Linked DNA regions of Oryzias latipes: region 2 is linked to region 1. A link is a contact called in public Hi-C data. All regions are on one chromosome and are shown on one strand. The core of a region is the stretch at or near the end of the contact, and the rest is flanking DNA. Distances in the headings are between cores, read along the strand shown. Region 1 overlaps esrp1 (epithelial splicing regulatory protein 1). Region 2 holds the start of ptpn3 (tyrosine-protein phosphatase non-receptor type 3).

What was found. Hi-C and Micro-C count contacts between places; a contact is called where the count stands out from the background.
Region 2: a contact with region 1 is called in a Hi-C map of embryo, with 1.5 times the contacts expected there. The contact joins the promoter of ptpn3 here to the enhancer-like site in region 1. A contact is called at or near these places in 2 of 5 Hi-C or Micro-C datasets (embryo and fibroblasts).

The regions. Positions count from the first base shown.
Region 1 is chr16:17,783,628-17,788,888 of ASM223467v1, reverse strand. esrp1 (epithelial splicing regulatory protein 1) reads right to left here. Exons shown (of 16, transcript XM_023963997.1): 13 at 4,137-4,311; 14 at 3,219-3,360; 15 at 2,645-2,765; 16 at 167-1,305. The coding sequence ends at 2,664. Among protein-coding and RNA genes, the nearest start is that of esrp1, 8.6 kb to the right of the region's middle. Within about 2 kb of position 2,753, at least 2 of the 8 cell types and tissues checked have an H3K27ac peak or open chromatin away from gene starts, as enhancers often do. A contact at or near this core is called in embryo, where this site is marked.
Region 2 is chr16:17,819,795-17,825,055 of ASM223467v1, reverse strand. It overlaps ptpn3 (tyrosine-protein phosphatase non-receptor type 3), which reads left to right and starts at 2,189. Exons shown (of 26, transcript XM_023964169.1): 1 at 2,189-2,320; 2 at 2,992-3,050; 3 at 3,519-3,660; 4 at 4,371-4,505; 5 at 4,670-4,712; 6 at 4,867-4,948. The coding sequence starts at 3,592.

The DNA.
Region 1 (5,261 bases), core at 1,504-4,003:
TCGCAGAAGACGGCGTGAGGGAGTTCCCACAGTTCCGCTGTGAGACACATTCTGTCGACAGACTGCTCCACCTGTGCGCGTGTATTCTTGTCTCTAAAATCCTTCCCCAGGAACACCGGGCGCAACAGAAAAAATGCTCAGCAAACAAAACCAAAGTCAAATATATGGAGGCTTCACAGCTTAGCATGTAATGTTTATTAGAGTAGATTTTTTTCTTAGTGTCCACTTCATAATAGAACAGCAACTCTAGATGTTCAGAGTACATACATCATTTTTGCAAGGTACAAATGACAATAACAGCGTTTTCTTTTCAACTTTTGCAAAGATCAAAAACAGGCCAAACACATCTCCGGTGTTTTCTTTGTCATTATCTATAAAAAAAGGTAAATCTAAAAAACAATTCAAAATAAAAAGTTTTTTAATCAAACTTGTTACTCAAGATCTCTGGAAGAATTCTGCAGATAGGTTACCAAGAAGTCTGTTTTCTTCCCAAGCTGAAACAAAACTCATCGTCAGGACACAACAGGGAAGCTTAACCAAAGACGGAAAACAGGCTCAAGTTAATGAAGCATGAGATGTCACAGTTTTGTAAATGATGTAAAAATCTAACTCTAAGTAACAAATGCTATCATTCAAAGATACTGCTATTTTTTGTTTGTTTGTTTTCCAGTATGACTGTTAAGCAGTGCATTTATATTTGGCATCATGTAAACATCTTAAAGTTTTCTACTAAACTTCTTCATGCACTAAAGCTTTCAGTACAACAACTGTGCTTTGTCAAGTGTACATCAAACACACAGTTTACTGCATCTGAATCGTAGTAAAACAACTCATTCTTACCTTTGTCACACTTACATTTTCACTCTTCACAGAAAAGCTTAAAGAAAAGATTTAGCTCAGTTGGTACCAAATCATTTTTCTCTACTTTAACTAACAAACATGATTACAGTAACATAACTGCTGTAAAAAATGATCTATAAAGCTTTTACAATAAAGATTGTGCAATATAGGATAATAATTGCTATTATTTAGGCTAAGGCCACAGTGAATTTGGTATAAAATACATCTATTTTTATTATCTAAAGATATAAATAACAAATCTAAAAGAATATTACAACAAATGTCTTTGACACAGCAAATTGTCACATGACAATTTGTATTTGTGTGACCCTACAGCAGGGTAAGATCCAAATACTGGCCCCCCAGTTTGGTTATGAAAGTGGGGATGGACATGAAAGGGGTGTCTGTTCCGCTGGAGTGACCAATCGGGCTGCTGCTCAGGAGAGAAACGGACTCTGCAGGAACCTGGTGGGAGGGGATCAGGAAGAGACAGACCAGAGCGTCAAAGCAAAGGTAACGATAAAAACTTCCACCCATTCCAAACTTTGCCCATCACCTCATCCCGTGTGTCACCTAAACTTTTTACCATCCATCTTTTGTACAAATTAACCCCAACAAGTGAAAGTTGGCTTCACCCCCTCTCTTTTAGTTTTGTAGCACTCTAGTGTGCAACTACATTCCAGCAGACATGGGACTATTAACTGACATAAAATCATTCCATGTCAGGATTTGTGTCTCACCAATCATGCAGTAAATTCACTTTTTCCCAAAACATCAATGCTGAAATGACCACTAAAGCTCAAATGCATTTGTCATTCTAAGCTCTCAAGAGTAATTTTAGTAAGAGTGCATTTCACATTCCACGCTGCGCTTTTATTCGAGACAAAGTCAGATTCTAATTGTCGTTTTTCTTTGAAAGTGCTTTTAATGAGACAGTAATGTAGGGTGAATCCCCCCCAAGCCGCTTAAAGGTCCTCAATCAGCCATTTACGATAGCGGTTCAGTCACAAATCTTTTTTTTTTTTTTGGTTGCTAAGGATTTGTTGGCTAGTTTTTGCTTATTGCTCAGCTAGACTAAACTAGTTGTCATGTGGATTCAAAAAGTAAATGTTGCTTCAGCTAATGGTTATCTCTTAAAAATGAGCTAGTTACTGCTATGGGTCTGTTTGCCAAAAATAACTTGTAACCATTTCATTCTGTGTACCTTGTGTCTTTATAGTTGTTGTTCTTCTTTATGAAATTATATTTAAGCTTGATAGTGCTACCATATTTGTACAAATGGACAATAAGTGCATTTCTGGAGGGGGTTTAGTGAACTGTTATTGAGCTCTGTTGTGCATCCACTGGAGATTTTTTAACCCTTGTGCTATCTTAGATGACCCCACCCTTACTTTGACGTGTTATTCCTACCATGACAAAGGTGGATAAAGGTGGAAAGATTTCATGTAATCCATGGACACCAGTGAGGTTCACAAATCATTGAAGAAAAAAGGTTCAGCGCGCTGTCTAGTGGGTCTAGATGACCCAACTCCCAATGTTAAAGTGCCTAGGATAGCACAAGGGTTAAGAGAACAAAAATTCCCCATTGTAGCAGTATTAGAAATACCGTAGTAGAAACTCCTTAAAATGGTTTAAGACAAACCATACAAGTCAACCAAAACCTAACATGTTGTCTATATTGGAGGTACCGGTAAGTGAAGATGAAGAAAAGGAAGGTCATCCCTGCCAGAAATCAGTCAAGCAATAACTAAAACCTCTGTCCAAAATGCATCCCCTCTCCCCTGGATTCTCAGCCAATCCTTACCTGCCACCTGCCTGACATCTCAAATGCACACCCATTCTTTGGGCTGCGTGACAAAAGTCCTGGCTGGGTCGTGAGAGTGCACGGGCCCATGGGCGTGCATGAGTGCATCCTCAGGAGCGTACTGTGGTGTGAGGGAGGGGGAGGAATGACAGTCACTAGGCTGAGACAAATTAAGTCCTTAGATGAAGTCCTAACAGTGACAAGGTAGCAAGAAAATCAGAGTAAGCAGAAGTAATAAGCAAGGCCTGGTGTGAGTTTTTCCTAATGTGGTAAAAGCAGAATGAACAGGTTTTTTTTTTTCTCCAGAGTGTTCTGTCTTCCAGATTTGAATAGTGGAAACAGAGTTCCTGCAGTTCAAGTTGAAGCAAGCAGCAGTTGTGTGACAGGACTGGGAGAGAGGACAAGATAAACTAGTTTGATAGCCTCTGGGCAGCCATTATGAATACCTAACAATACACACCCATAACAGAAAAAAAAGGTCTGAACAGAAAACTAAAGTTGAACAGAAAGATATGTGAAAGTACAAAGCATTTGTGAGTTTAGGTGCTACTTTAAAGTTAGTGAACTGTCTTACCTGGTATCCTTGGACCGCGTTAATGAGGTCTTTGACTCCATTTCCATTATAGGGAAGGCCGGGCATTCTTACCAACCCTCCCGTGGAAGAGAGAGAAGAGGGGGCAGGGAAGAAACCTAAAGTTGTAGGTGAGCCAGGCGGACTGGAAAAAAAAAAATATTGAAAAGCAGAAGGCAAAGACTATTTATCCAGGAAAGTTTTAAAAAGTTGCACATTTCAATAAACAAAGGACATAAAGGGGAAAAAAAGAACCCAAGCAGCTCTGGGTGTTTTCTCTAAATGTATTTCAATGACCTACTAAACAGCAGCAGAGGGCATTTGACCTACTAAAGAGAAACAGAGGTCATTTGATGTTTACCAAGTCCTCTGATAACACAATCTTTAGTTATTAACTAATCTTGTTGCAGGCTTTCTTCTTGGTAAGATACACTTCAACAGAATGCAAAGTCTATTTTGTTTCTACTATGAACAACTTTATTTTTAGGAAACTTATTAATAGAAGCCCCAAAAAAAACCATTTGCTTTCTTTTACCAAAATAGAAAGTCATTGCAAAACAAATGAGGATTTTGTGATTACTGCAGGGAACACAAGCATGGAACAGTGAGTGTTTTTTTTTAGTATTTGTTAATTGTTCAAACATGTATGGTGAAAGAATCTGTGCGGGCAAAGGATTGAATAAATCACTTCCTAAATAAAAAATACTGCAATTTTTGCTTCTGATTTTAACTGTTTGCTAAGGAACACACACTCTGATTCCAAATTCCCAATTTCCTGGCTTAAAGGAAGGGAAACAGTTGCAGGAAAAGCAAAACTAAGAAGGGAATCTCAAACCAAAGTAAAAAGATTTGCAGGTTAAACATGAAAACTTGTCCTTGAACTTCCCAAAGTATCGGCACAGGTATTTGCCCCCTGTTTACCTGGGGTAGTATGCTGTGTAGTTCATGTACAGCTGAGCTGACGAAGGGTAGTAGGCATGTCCAGGTGGGAGCGGGCGGGGTGTGAGCAACACCTGGCCAATAGGAGGGTAAAGAGCAGCAGCCTCTGGCAAGACAGGTGGAACAGGGGTGAAGGAGTAGGATGGAGGAGATAAACCTGAAAGAGTGAGAAAAGAGACAAACCTTTTCATAGTCTTGACGGTTAGGTTGGATATTTGTTTGATTATCAGCACAAAGAAACTTGTAACAACAGATTTAAACCTCCTTATCTGGTACAGGTGAGGATTTGCACCCATAGTAATTAGTTTGGAATGTATTGTCTTTGCAATTTTTCCCAGGTTGGTTCCAAGATGATAGAACTTTTCTGTCAAATATGTACTACTTTCAATTTTCTCAAAATTAGCAGAATGACTTTTCATATTTTCCTGTAAATTCTTTGGAAAAGTATAGAGGCAAAAGATGGGAACTACAAATTGCATTCCCAGAAGTAAAAACTTTTTAAATGCTCTCCAAGTATTTTTTTTTTTTTTTACAGAAAAACAACTTAATTCAGGTGTACTTGTACTTCCTTTTTCGTTGATGTTATAATTTTGTAAAATCAATTTCTAAATTTCTTTTGGACAACAGCCAGTCATTTAAGAAAGAAAGTGATTTTAGTTTAGCATTCTAAATAAGTACACTGCATTTTCAGCTAAACACCAATAGAGCATATTTTGTAACGATGAAGAGCTACGGACACACAGGAATAGCACACATTTACACACCACGCACTGCCCAGCTTTTGCAAGCTCCTGATTGGTGAAGCACAGAAGGTGCACAGACCTGAGCTGCACTAGACTATTGAGCTTAAACCCCATAACTACTGAGATTGATCTGAAAAGATTAGAGATTTGTAAGCACTGTTGTTCCATTGTGCACAAATTGAGAAAGAAAAAATGCATCGCTTACACTCTTCCAACCCTTCCAGATCATTATCAATTGGCCAAGGAATTAGTGATAGTCAATATTTAAGAATAAATAGAGCAAACATGCCACCAAAAAAAAAAAAACTATAGTATTTGTGTAAAACTTGTGAAACAGATGAAAAATGAAAGAAACTAAAAACAT
Region 2 (5,261 bases), core at 940-3,439, 37 kb before region 1:
AGTTGCAAGGATGTTATACATAAAAATTAAGTAATCTCAAATTGACTTTATTTAAATTTGGCTTGATGCTTTCTAATCCAAAATATTTGCAGGTCAGTTATTGAAGAATCAAATTTTGGGAATGCTTTATTATTCTACACATCCTTTTTTTTTCAAAGGTACGCTAAAAACAAAATAAATGGTACTATTATACAGTTGATTTAATTGCCAGTGGTATTTCAAAACAGTACAAATCAGAAACGTTCATACTTTCACTCTACACTTGAGTAATTTTACCACTAGTAACACTTTGAATAATCTTACATAAGTACTTTTTTAATACTTCACTTGCCTTTGTTTAGATAACTTAAGAGGATTGGACGTTGACATCTGACATTGGGCAGGTATATTTTCCATCCATTCATCCATCCATCCATCCATCCATCCATCCATCCATCCATCCATCCATCCATCCATCCATCCATCCATCCACCCATCCATCCATCCACCCATCCATCCATCAATCCACCCATCCACCCATCCATCCATCCATCCATCCATCCATCCATCCATCCATCCATCCATCCATCCATCCATCCATCCATCCATCCATCTACAGAAACTGCTAAATCCATTTTGGGGTCTCTGGGTTGCTGGAGTATACTGAGCTACTGTTGGGCAAAGGCAGCGTTCTGAACAAGAAGCTGGTCTGTCGCAGGCCCACACACTCACATGCACACCTAGAGGCAATTTGGGGACATCAATTTACCTATGAAATGTGTTTTGGGACTGTGGGAAGCCAGAGTGCCTGCAGAAAACCCACAAATGCAAGATAGAACATGTAAACTCCAGCTGGTATTTGAACCAGGGCCTTCTCACTGAGGTGAGGGTGCTAACCAAAAGTAAAGTTGCAACGTATTTCTCTTTAAATAGCTGATTGTCTAAATGACTTTGTTGCTCACTAAGTTGATTTTGATTGTTGTTTCATCAGTCTAAAATAAACCTCATATATGGATTGTCGTCATGGTAACAACTGCTTTATCCAAGGTTCATGCTAAATGAATCAAATAAAGGATTAAAAGTGCTGCTTTCACATAGCTATTAATTTATCATGGCTACTGTTAATGTATTTAGACTTTTTGAAAGAGGCACAGCAGTACAGTTAATTACTTTTTAGGTATTATTTACGATTATTTTAAAAATCAGAATTAAAAATCAGAATCAAATAAAAAAAACAAATCCTCATAAGTTAATAAGTGTGCTTCAACAATATATCTGGTGATTAGAAGCAATTATTTTATCAGCCGAAAAATTATGTTGAACAAACGTAACGGTCGTTGATGTGAAAAATGGTTAACGCAACAGTAGTACTGCTTATGTCCAGTAGATGGCCACAGCGAGTCAGAAAACATTGGGAAACAAAGCAGAGAGATTTATTTTTTCATTATTACATTGCTTTTTTTCTTCCCTCAGTGGGTCGACGGGTTTTATTTTGATCACAAACTTTCCAACAGACAAAATTGTCTAATAACAGTCCTAAAACAACTGTCAAGAACTAGTATCTCAACCCAATGATTAACATAGCATCCAAACAAAAAAAGAATAGCCCTATAGCAGAAAGGTTCAATTTGTTTCTGTTTGAATAACTGAGTGGTTCAATTTTAATGAATGGGTGTTATTTAATAAAAAATAACATTTAATAACACAAATTTATTTCAGAAAAATATTAATTTATAAAAAATTAAATGTGTTTATTAAATAAAGGAGGCCTGAATATAATTCACGTCTCTTACTTTTGGAGAATATACGGACTGTTCCAACTCTATTACATAAAGAAAAATTAACGTTATAAATCATTAGATATTCTTTTCAAATAAACTTGTATTAGTTAACAAGATATTTTACTTAAACAAATGTTTTTTTTTAGTAAACAGTTTTTGTCCCCTTAAACAAATAAAATTCATGTGTTTAAACAAAACAGATGTAAACATTTGATTATATGACCAATAATATAGTTAATAAAAATTCACATTGTTTATTCATTTTTAATCACACATAGTATTTTACAGTTTTTAAACAATTATTTATTTGTCTTTTAATTTCTAAAAGTACTATAAAATATCTTTTAAAAAGGAAATACTGTTTGTTTACGTCCTTCCTCAACTTTTTACAAGCTCGCTCCCGCGCTTTAACTTTCTGTCGGGAGCGCGCACGGCAAAGGGGCGGGGCCCTGCGCCGTCAGCGCAGACAGGGATGGGAAACTTGTCCCGGATATTTACCTAGCTATACCTGGCTTTTTGCGACGCGCCCGACCCGACGTTTTCACGCCGGAAATATTCAGGTATATGACTTGTCTTCGAAGCGGGAGGGACGGAGGTAGTAAGACTTTTTCTCCTCGTTTGAAACTGTTTTTCCTCCCCAGAAAACTGGAACTTGGCAAAACTGTTATGTTACGAGTAGAGCCGTGGCGTGTTCCTCCTTTTTTGGGTGTAGCTTTTAGAACATTTGAGGCTGTCAACAGGTTCCCTCGCTTGCGCCGTGGCTCAAAGTGCAAAGAGGTTAACGGCAGACTTTCTAAGTCACAGTCTGGGATGTCGAGAAACGGGCCTAATAATTTGACTTATGGTTTGTTTAGACAGTGAAATGTCTCATACCGAGGAGAACTACATGAGACGTTCAAGTTTGAACGGGTACTAGCAAATGTTCTCAATACTTTCTTTGTTATAAATGGTTATTTGATACGTTTTTGAATTCTAAAAGTTGATCATCTCAGTACAATTTGATATAACTTTTGAATTAAATATCTAAACCTTATTCAAATGTATCCCCAAATGACTTGATGATGGATTTACCTTTTCTGGGCATTTATTTGTAAATTCCCTGCAGATCCAGCCCTGAGAGAGGGGTTATTGTGGAAAACTGGCCATGCAGCTGGGGCCAGCTTTCCTACTAATATATTCAGAGTGTGTTTCTGCGTTCAAACATTAACTCAAACATTGTGTGACCTTTCAGGAACTGCGCCGGACGGGCTGGCCAGATCTGCTCGCCTGGAAAACCAAGACAGGACACATGTAAGCGTGCTGGCATCCATGCGTGTAGATGCTCACCTGCATGCATATTCTCTGATTGGGCATGGCACACATGCGTTTGAGAGTGTGTTTGTGTGCATGGGCTTGCTCCAGGCTGCCGGTCTGATATCAGCTTTTGTGCACTAGGTAGGGGCCAGGGCGGGCTCTGACTCTGAAAATGTTTAACATTCTTATCATTCAGCTGCCAGCAAAAAGGCAGAGATGCAGGAGTGAGAGGGAATGGACATGTTCAGACCCAAGCCATATAATAAGAGATTACACAAACACACGCACACACTCGAGCACGTCACTCCTTCGCATTCATAGTGTATTACTCACTGCGGGCCTGTGCTCCATCCAGCACATGAATTACTCACCACACATTTTCATCCTGTGGGAGGTACTTTCATTGGAAGACAGCAGCCTAGAAACATCTGACGTTTGCTGTTGTGTATGTCTGTGTGTCTCCAGGTCCCCTCTCGGAGAGGAGTCGATGGCAGGGCGTTTGTCTGGATAGGGAAGCAGAGTTACCGCGGTAACAGACATGCCAAAACCGGACCTGCTCTGCTTAGTTCAACTGCTGGACGGCACCATCGAGACCTTCAGAGTCAGCGTGCGTAGCTCACCTAAGCTCCGTCTACTGCTGCCTCGCATGTCGTTTCCTGTAGCGCTCAGAGTCGCATAGTCATGAGTGATGGAGCTGCGTCTTATTCATTGTTTCCAGTCACATCTAACTCAACACTGTGAGCCTGAAGGTCACTCTCACCTCCTGCAGCTTGCATATGCTCGTCACATCTTCAGTCTGCATCAGCATGTCATAATACAGCACCCACTCTCAGCAGAAGGGCCATCTCTGAATTACTTTCAGGGTGCAGCATTTTTTACACACTGGATTCTCCATCACTCTTTTTGTTAGAAAGATTTGTCATCCTGAAAGGCTGAAAAAAATGCTGTGTTCAAATTCACCAAATATGATGGAGTTTCCTGCTGAAAGATGAGTTTACTTTAGTTCTTTAGTACTTGTGATGGGAATATGACTCCAGTTACAGGGAGTGGGAGGTTTAATGCGGAGCGGATGCAGACGAGCGGCTGCATATCCTTCAGACTCATTTAATAAAACCTTGACTAATTAAACTACAATGTTTTTTTGTTGTTGTTGAAGTAATCAAATCTTATCTGGAATAAATGACATTTTACAAACTGTTATTTATAGCCTTTAATCCCATTCCCCTTCAAAAGCAACAACAGACTAAGTCATATCCAGGAGAGTTGACAGGATATTTTTGGCTGAGCGTAATGCCATTTGTTGTTTCCATTTTTCAGAAGCAGGATGAAGGCGAGGTTCTGTTGAGCCTGGTGTTTGACCACCTGGGCCTGCAGGAGAGGCAGCTCTTCAGTCTGCAGATCAGAGAATCCAGCACAGCCATAGCCTCTTTCACAGCCAACACACACTCTCCTGTGAGCTTACCCTTCATGTGCCGCTCATTTGGACACAGATTGTAATGTCTTGCGCTAGCTGATTGCAGTTAAGTTGATGATAACCACAGGGCGTTCTTACATAAATGTTTTTTAGCTGCAGTGAGCCTCAATGTACTATGAATCTTTTTTTTTTTTGCTTTCAGAGATGGTTGGAGCCTGAGAAACCCTTGAAGAAGCAAATCAAAGGTAGGGTACTTGTTGAGGCACAGGTGCAGTGGGTTTTTCTAAACCTACTGCAGTGCACAGATGGAAAAAATACCCGTAAAGCAGCGTCAGTTGTGATGTGGCAGCGGTTGTGATTTTTTTTTTTTTTTTTTAACGAAATGACATTTCCGCACAGGCCTCGTGTCCCCCTTTTATCTGAACTTCAGAGTACGATTCTTCATCTCCGATCCCAACTCTCTGCAGCATGACCAGACGAGGTTAGAACCCAACACAAGAGCGCATCTCATCCCCCCTCTCTCATCCCCCCTCAATGATGACTTACATTTATTACTTTAAAATCTTTCATTGAAATTTTTTCAAGTTTTAAATTATTTTTTTGCAATCCTGACTTTATTTAGCTAAAAACGAAGGAATGCAGACATTTACTGTGCCCCTAATGGCAGTGGCTATATCCGAATTCCCACCCTAACACCTAACTACTAATATAGTGCGGGACTATCTAGTGCTCTGAATTTTAAAAGCATTTCGGCAATGCTCACTACTTTTTTTTTTTTTTAAACGGTGGATATG